Regions from separate parts of the Gossypium hirsutum genome. Here region 1 is linked to region 2. A link is a contact called in public Hi-C data. All regions are on one chromosome and are shown on one strand. Each heading gives the region's core, a stretch centred on a gene start, on an enhancer-like site or on the middle of the called end of the contact. The rest is flanking DNA. Distances are from core to core; before and after follow the strand shown. Region 1 holds the start of LOC107933949. Region 2 holds the start of LOC107954674 (cytochrome P450 CYP82D47).

Evidence for each region. A called contact is a pair of places that touch in the nucleus more often than the background predicts.
Region 1: a Hi-C map of leaf shows a contact between it and region 2, with 3 times the contacts expected there. The contact joins the promoter of LOC107933949 here to the promoter of LOC107954674 in region 2. A contact is called at or near these places in 3 of 34 Hi-C or Micro-C datasets (hypocotyl and leaf).

What each region holds. Positions count from the first base shown.
Region 1 is chrD07:32,338,632-32,343,078 of Gossypium_hirsutum_v2.1, reverse strand. LOC107933949 reads left to right here and starts at 1,883. Exons shown (of 1, transcript XM_016866270.2): 1 at 1,883-3,195. The coding sequence starts at 2,203. The coding sequence ends at 3,096.
Region 2 is chrD07:31,444,804-31,449,138 of Gossypium_hirsutum_v2.1, reverse strand. It overlaps LOC107954674 (cytochrome P450 CYP82D47), which reads left to right and starts at 2,158. Exons shown (of 2, transcript XM_016890301.2): 1 at 2,158-3,227; 2 at 3,552-4,335. The coding sequence starts at 2,268. The coding sequence ends at 4,184.

The sequences.
Region 1 (4,447 bases), core at 634-3,133, 890 kb before region 2:
GCATGCCTAGCCTAGAATAAATTTAGACAAATATTGTCCATGTTCATTGTAGGGCAAATAACCAAAAAAGGCCGTTTTTTTTCAAAATTTACCGAAATGGACCGATTTTTTAATTATTTACCGAAATGGGCCATTTTCCGCGAAATCGCATCCACGTCAGCGTGATTTGCTGACATGGAATGAAATCGCGCCCTCTAGGACGCGATTTGCTGACGTGGCATGAACAGTGTGTTTTTAGCTTGGAAAACTTTGAAAGGCCATAACTTTTGGCTCGGTTGTCCGATTGAGACAAAATTTTTTTTGATTTCGAATAACTTTTCGAGATCTACGCGTTGGAAAACTGCCGAAGGCGGTTTGCTTAAGTTTTCGTTGAAAAAGATCCTTTTTTGCCCCTAAATTTTGATTTTTTCGGTTTAAAATTGAATTTTGAAACATTCAAATCGTTATTTTCCTCATTTATTTGAAGTAAACACCGGATATTTTTTTACAAAATTGTCTTATATCATCCTGTTATAGGTATAAGTCAGCTCATTCCACTTTTGAGAAGTTCCCTAAAATTTTTCATTTTATTCAATTTAGTCCCTAAAACCTAAATAGTCATATTTTCAAATCTAAGCTTCGTTTTTCAATTAAAATTAAATTTCATCCTTCCATAACATTCAAATATTCTTAAATAAAAAAATTTCGTGCTAATTTTGAAATAATTACACTTTAGTCCCTATACTCGTAACTAACAAATTATACTTTACAAATTAGTCCCTATTCATCTCTAAGAAATTTTCCAGCGCGTAGATCTCAAAAAGTTATTCGAAATCAAAAAAAATTTTGTCTCAATCGGACAACTGAGCCAAAAGTTATGGCCTTTCAAAGTTTTCCAAGCTAAAAACACACTGTTCATGCCACGTCAGCAAATCGCGTCCTAGAGGGCGCGATTTCCTTCCACGTCAACAAATCACGCTGACGTGGACCCGATTTCCTGCGCGTACCCTGACATCGCGCTGACGTGGACGCAATTTCGCGGAAAATGGCCCATTTCGGTAAATAATTAAAAAACCGGCCCATTTCGGTAAATTTTGAAAAAAAATGGCCTTTTTTGGTTATTTGCCCTTCATTGTACTCTGAACAACTATTTGTCCATATTATTTCTTGATGTAAAACAAAGTTTTATACTTTATTTCTAAAATATTTGTATATTTTCCAATTTTATTAAAATTTACATATTTTTTAATTTGAAAATAATAATATGAAAACATGATATTTTAAGTAAATAAATAAAATTGTTAAAAAAACACATCTAGAATGAATCTCAACATATTGTTGTCTAGGTTCATGAGAAAATTTTTAATACTTTTTATTAATTCATTTTTTATATTTTTATTTCAAAATAATAATATAAAAGTGAAATTTTATAAAAGAAAGTAAAATATATCAAACTAATAATAAATATATAATAAATATGGACAAATAATTGTTAAATTTAGATGAATCTAAACAATAATAATGTATACTTTTTATTATTAATTTATATATTTTTAAATTTTTTATTATTTTTATTTATGTTCATCATGTATCATAATGTGAGGCTAACATCAATTACGTGTGATTGTTGTCAATGCCACATTATCATTTTCTAATGACGTTAAGGCAGAGATATTAAAATGTAATCGATTCTAAATTTAAATATTTAATTAGATAAAAAAAATTAAATACCAACTAAATATTAATAAATAAATTGAAAAGGAAAGTACATATTAACTATGTATAATAACATTAGTGCGATTTAAAATAATACTGATTCATATATAATTGGATTTGAAAGACAATCACAAGAATATAAAATAAAAAATATATAGTACTGAATTAACTGATAGGGTATTAATTAAAAATTCAAATGAAAGTTGCTTTTCATATATAAAAGAATTAATATTAAGGCTCGGTTATCCATTTAAACTCGAATATCAAAAGGCACAATCTGATATGATGCAAACACAGCAATTTATTGGAATATTCGACTTAAAATTCCCCCGTAAATATAATTTATTCACTTTCTTACCAGAAAAAAAAAAATCAAGCTGGGTTTCCCTTTTTTATGTCCCTCACATATCCCTATGTTCTTTCCCGTCTCTCCTATTTAAATCAAAACTAGTCAACACCAATACCCCTTAAAACACAAACCCGAGTTTGTCGTATAGAAATTCTTTAATGGCTCGTTCTGATAAAAGAGTTAAACGAGTTACTGACCCGCTCGACGACCGAGTCAAGGCTCGTCTCGTCGGCGTCAGTTACGACAGTAGCGGAAGCGAACATTCTGCCGCCGTTGTCGTTGAAGATGATGATTCGCCTTGCCTCTCGGAGCTTGTTCACAGTTTTCTGGAAGACGACCACGATGCAGCTGAACAAACGAGTTACAACTCTGACTCAGATCGAGTCGACTCAAACCTTGACTTTACCGATTCGCTTGAGATCATCATCAAGTCAACCTCTCTTAACAACACGGATTCTTACAGGAATCTGCTTATGGCTCACGTTCTGAGAGCAATGGAGATGCTTTCTTTTTTCAAAACAGATAAAGCAATTTTCAGGCGTAAAGTAATGGCTTATCTTCGCGAGGTAGGCCACAATGCGGCGATATGCAAGACCAAATGGAGCTCCTCTGGAGGCCTAATTGCCGGAAACTACGAGTTCATAGACGTGGTGCAATCCGCAGCACGCACGGGCCAAAACCGGTACCTCATTGATCTCGATTTCGCTTCCGAGTTCGAGATCGCCAGGCCGACGACCGAGTACTCGAGGCTGTTACAACATTTGCCTAGGGTTTTCGTGGGAAGAAACGAGGAATTGAAAATGATCGTCAAGGTCATGAGCGATTCGGTAAAAAGATCGTTGAAGAGCAAAGAACTAACCCTCCCTCCATGGAGGAAAAACCGTTACATGCAAAACAAATGGTTCGGTTCGTACCGTCGAACGACGAACCAAATCCCGGCGAGCTCCAGCTCATTGACCCCCTCGGCGGTACATCCCGTCAACATCGTGCAGTGCCGTCACGTTGGGTTCGACGTAACAGTGAACGGCCGTTTGTTTGTCCGTACGAGATAATAATTTTGATTTTGACAGACGACGATAAACGAAAACAGGAATAGATAATAATGCGAGGAATATTTGTAATCTTTAGTTATAATCAACATTATTTTCTTATTTTACCCTCAATTAACCTTTTTCTTTTTTTAATTATTTGGTGTGTATCGTGAGACGAAAAATTAATAAATATTTCGTGTAACGCGGCTAATACACATTGCGTACAAGGCGACCACATAGTTTGGTCATTAATCACGTGTTTACCACGGAATCTGAAAATTCAGTAAAAATATACAAAAATCCTGACCGTCGAAAATCTCAATAAAGATTGGCCTCCCCTGGTGAAAGGAACACGTGTTGGAAAACCATTTGGAGTACAACTCAGAAGATGGAATGAGGATGGCGTGGCAATAAGTTTGGATGTGACGCTGCGGAGGGTGTTGTCTTCTAGTTAAATTATATAATACTATATTTTTAAAAAGTAAATAAATCAATCTGATATTATTTTTTAAAAATAAAGAGAGAGGTTTTGAACTGCATTATGGAGAAGTGGGGGCAAAGGGGTAATAATGAGGGGACAGGAGTGAAAAGGAAAGATAGTGAAATGGATAAGGTATTATGTTAGTTTATTTGGCTTTTGAGAGAGAAAGAAGATAAGAGAGAAGGGAAATTATTGTCCTAGGCTTTTGTCATATGGGTAAGGGCAATTAGGGAAAGGTAGAGGGGTGGATGAAGTGTCCCAATGGTGAAGTGGGTGGCCACTTCTGGTTGGCTTCTGATTTCTCAACTGAGAAGGTAATCACCCAGATTTGGGATTGGCATGAAATTTGCTTCCCTCTTTTTTCTTTTTTTTTTTTTGGGTTGGGGGTACCGAATGAGCAAATGGCACTCCTTTCGCCACACCATTGGCCCCTTTTAGCTTTGGTAGGGTCAAAAGATCTTTTACTTTGTCAATCTTGCTGCTGATCTTATCTGTTCTTATAATATTAGAAGCATAAATGTATAACTTTAACGAGAAAAACATATTATCTGATATTTAAAATATGAATACTTTTAGGAAAATTATAAAAATATCATTAAACTATTATCTTCATTTTATTTTGGTCACTAAATTATTAGTTTTTTTATTTATTCACTAAATTTTTTGAAATTAAATATTTTAGTCACTTTTTGTCATTAGATGAGTGTCGAAAAGTTTATATAGGCTTTTTTATTGGTCTAATAACAAATTAGCCTTTAAATATTTACACATTATATTAATTTGATCTTAAATATAAAATATTCAACAAATTTAGCCATCAATGTTCACAAAAATTTTCATTTTAGATTGAATTCTAAAAAAAATCAATACATTTAGCCCTCAAAATTTACA
Region 2 (4,335 bases), core at 909-3,408:
GGAGTGTTGAACTTTGGCCTGCAATGCAACAGGAGAGAAGCATTGAAGCTCAACCAGTACAGCAGCAACATTTTGTTCATATGTAACTAGCTTTAGTTTTTATGTAATTTGTATTTAAAGTTAGTAATATTAGTTGATGATTTCAATGATTTCCAATGTGATGTAATAGCTTATATGTCAGCTATCTTTTGTGTGTAATTCAAGCATTGTTTTAGTCAAGTAATTAGTGGGAGCAGTTATGTATTAGGAAACTGTCATGTAATATACTTGTCTTTATCTTAATGAAATTTTAATATGAAATCAATTTTTGAGGTTTCATTTTTATTCAATTCTCTTTGCATTCGTTTTCTTAGCTTCTTTTCTCCTTTGTTTGCTGAAAAACACCAACAGAATTACATACATAGCCTTTAAATTCAAGTTGGTCCTCTCTACTAATTGTTTATTAGTTTTAGGTAATTGGATGGTTAACTATTTTTTTTATTGGCTATTGTTTTGCCTAATGCTTCTTCGGAGTTTGTCAAATTTATTGTTATCCCACATTGGTTATATTCAAGATGTGTTTCTTCACTAATTGTTAATTGATTGGGTAAACTACATTACTAATCATTAAAGTAAGGGTAAATTTTAGTTTTGTCACTTAACTAGAAAAATTATAATTTGGTCACTAAATAATTTAAAGTTTTCATTTAAGTCACTGAATCATTCAAAAGTTTTTTTATTTCAGAAAAAGTTTTGCCAAAGAGTTTCAAGCGACGATTTGACAATCGGTACAGTGGATCAGTACCAATCATGAGTAGAAGAGCACACCTTGGATCCAAGTCGATTTAACAATCAGTGTCGGAGATGGGAGAAAAAGGCTATTTGAATTTTGGTTTACTAATTCGTGATATCCAAAAATATTTCATGAAAAACAAATTAAATTGTAGAAGAGAAGTGGAAAGATAACTTTTGATTGGCACAGGCATGACGAACAAAGAAAGCTATATAACATCAATTTTAACAACTTAGCGACTTAAATGAAAACTTTTAAATAATTTAATGACCAAATTGTAATTTTTTTTATTTTAGTGACTAATTGTGTAATTTAAAGGTAGTTGGCTTTTTATTTATCCAAACATGTTTGAAAAACTATGAATCTGGATTTCATATATAAATTATCACACTGATCTCGATTTATGTCTTACTTATTTTAGACTTTAATCGCAGCAGCAAGTGACAGCACATCCGTAACAATGACATGGATTTTAGCCAACTTGATGAACAACAAACATGCCTTGAAGCGTGACAACAAGAACTAGACCTCGAAATCGGTCGAGATAGATGGGTGCAAGATTCTGATATCGAGAAATTGGTATATCTCAAGGCCATCATTAAGGAAACATTTCGTCTATATCCAGCAGCCCCTAGATCAGTTCCTCACGAGGCAATGGAAGACTGTCGTGCTAGTGGCTACCACATCCCTAAGGGCACTCGTTTATTTGTTAACTTATGGAAGTTGCATCGAGACCCACGAGTGTGGTCGATCCCTGAGGAATTTCAGCCTTAAAGATTTCTTAGAAGTCATGAAAAAGTGGACATTTTGGGACAAATTTTCGAGCTTCCATTCTGTTCCGGTGGACGGTCTTGCCCCGGGATGACTCTGGCATTGCAACTGACACACTTAACGATTGCTCGCCTGCTTCAAGGATTTGACTTAACTACACCTTTCAATGCCCCAGTAGATATCAGCGAAGGAACAGGTGCTGTCATGCCCAAGACAACTCTTCAACTTGTCCTTACTCCTCGCCTTCCTCGTCATCTTTATCGACTCGAAATGTAGCAGTGGTAATTCAATGATTAATGTAAATTTTGAATAAAGATGGCCACTGTTTGTCTGTTGACTTACTAATCTCTTTATTTTTAGCAGCTATGGTTTGAAAAATAAGCACATTTGGTTTAAAAATTAGATTGCTATAGTTGAGTGCAGCCTTTGATGACCAAATCTATTTACATCTAATGAATAAAGTGTGTGCATTGAGTTTGGCAGCAAAGTTTGCCTACTTTTTGCTCTCTTATTCTTCTTTTTTTTTTTCTTTTTTTTTTCATTTTTGTGTGATTGAGATAAAATACTGCCATTTCGATCAACCAATGAAATTGTCATAAGGCCCAAGCAGATATGACTTGCAAGCATTGCTCCACCCCTACTAAAACCAAGCAATAAATCACCCTTAATCAGTTAATCTATTCTTACCACCCTCATCCCTGTCTCTCACTTTAGACCTCAAGTAATGGAATTCTCATATTCTGTAGCGGCAATTGCAGGGATTTTAGGATTGGTACTATTCTACAAACTATGGAGGCCAGGGACTCCAGGCGACCAAAGTAAGCACCTAGTGTTAGCCCCAGAACCTTCAGGAGCCTTGCCACTCATAGGGCACATGCTGCTCCTTCGCGGTCAACGAACCCTTGCTCATACCTGGGCAGTCATGGCTGATAAATATGGCCTTATCTTCACTTTCCGGCTTGGAATGTTCCCTGCCCTTATAATTAGCAATCATGAAGCAGTCAAGGAGTGCTTCACTACCAACGACAGGGTATTAGCTAATCGTCCACGATCAAATGCGGGAATATACCTCGGCTACGATCATGCAGGCTTTGGCTTCGCTCCTTATGGAGAGTATTGGCGCCAGGTACGAAAATTAGCCATGGTTGAACTTCTCTCTACCCGTAGGCTTGAGACATTAAAGCACGTCCATATCTCCGAGGTGAACGCATTTATCAAAGATTTGTACTTGTTTTGCATGTTAAACCAACAAAATCCCAACCCAAAGTTGGTCATTAGTCAAAAACTTGAAGCCCTGACCTTGAATACGATCATGAGATTGATGGCAGGCAAGAGATATTTCTGGGACACCACCGATGGGGAAGATGATGAGGAAGCAGCACATGTGGCAAAAGTTATCAAAGATTTCATGTATGTTTCTGGACTTATATCTCCATCGGAAGTAGTACCGTTTCTAGGATGGATGGATTCCATGTTCATGGGACAAGTGAAATCCATGAAGCGTGTTGCAAGAGAAATAGATTCCATTGTTGGAGAATGGGTGGAGGAGCATAAACTAAAGAGGCTGAAGAGTGAAGCAAAACCAGAAAACACTCCGGATTTCATCGACATAATGCTATCTGCAATTGAGGAGGATTCCATGTTTGGCTACTCTCGAGAAACAATTATCAAGGCTAATGTAATGGTAATATTCTTTATTTCTACTCTTTGGACTCAAAACCAGACCCTTCTTCGCCATACTACCTTCATTTTCCTTAACTTTCCCAGTTTGACTTGGTCTTTCGAGTGGATTTCAGCATAGGATTTGCACCATACAATTGTAAACAAGAAAATGACATTTCAGCTAACCCTTATTACTGTCAAGATTAAGCAGTTGAAAATTGGATGTTATTTACAAAGTTCAAAGGATGTACATTATGGCATTAGCTAGACATTTTTAAGATATCCCTTTGATGTAGTATTTACATTCAACCAGCTAAGTTGTCGAAATTTTTATTTTCTGGTGTAGAATTTATTCTTAGCAGGCTCAGACACAACATCCATTACATTGACATGGATATTGTCAAACTTGATGAACAACAGACATGCCTTAAAGTGTGCTCAAGAGGAGCTAGACCTCAAAGTTGGCAGGGACAAATGGGTTCAAGACTCTGACATTGAGAAACTAGTCTATCTCCAGGCTGTTGTCAAGGAAACATTGCGGCTATACCCACCAGGACCGATATCAGTTCCCCATGAGGCAAGTGAAGATTGTAGCATCGGTGGCTACCACGTTGGGAAGGGCACTCGTGTGATTGTGAACCTGTGGAAATTGCATCGGGACCCTCAGGTTTGGTCAAATCCTGATGTGTTTGAACCAGAAAGGTTTCTTACAAGCCATGCAGATGTGGATGTTCTGGGACAACATTTTGAGCTGATCCCATTTGGGTCTGGGCGACGATCTTGTCCAGGGATCACATTGGCATTGCAAATGACACACTTGACCATTGCCAGCATACTACAGGGGTTCGAGTTATCCACACCTTTTGGTGAGACAGTGGATATGAGTGAAGGGTTAGGCATTACCATGCCCAAGGCTACCCCACTTGAAGTTATCCTCAGTCCACGCCTTCCTTCTGCAATGTATCTGCACAGCACTTAATCTTATAGATGACTGATAACTATGTAGGTTAGATAGCTCTCCTACTTATTTAGAGCCTCTTTTAGGCTCTAATAATGGAACTTCTTTATCATGTTTATAGCAGTTAGAATTGTATGAAAGTTAAATTTCCAGTTTTGAATGGGTATCTCTA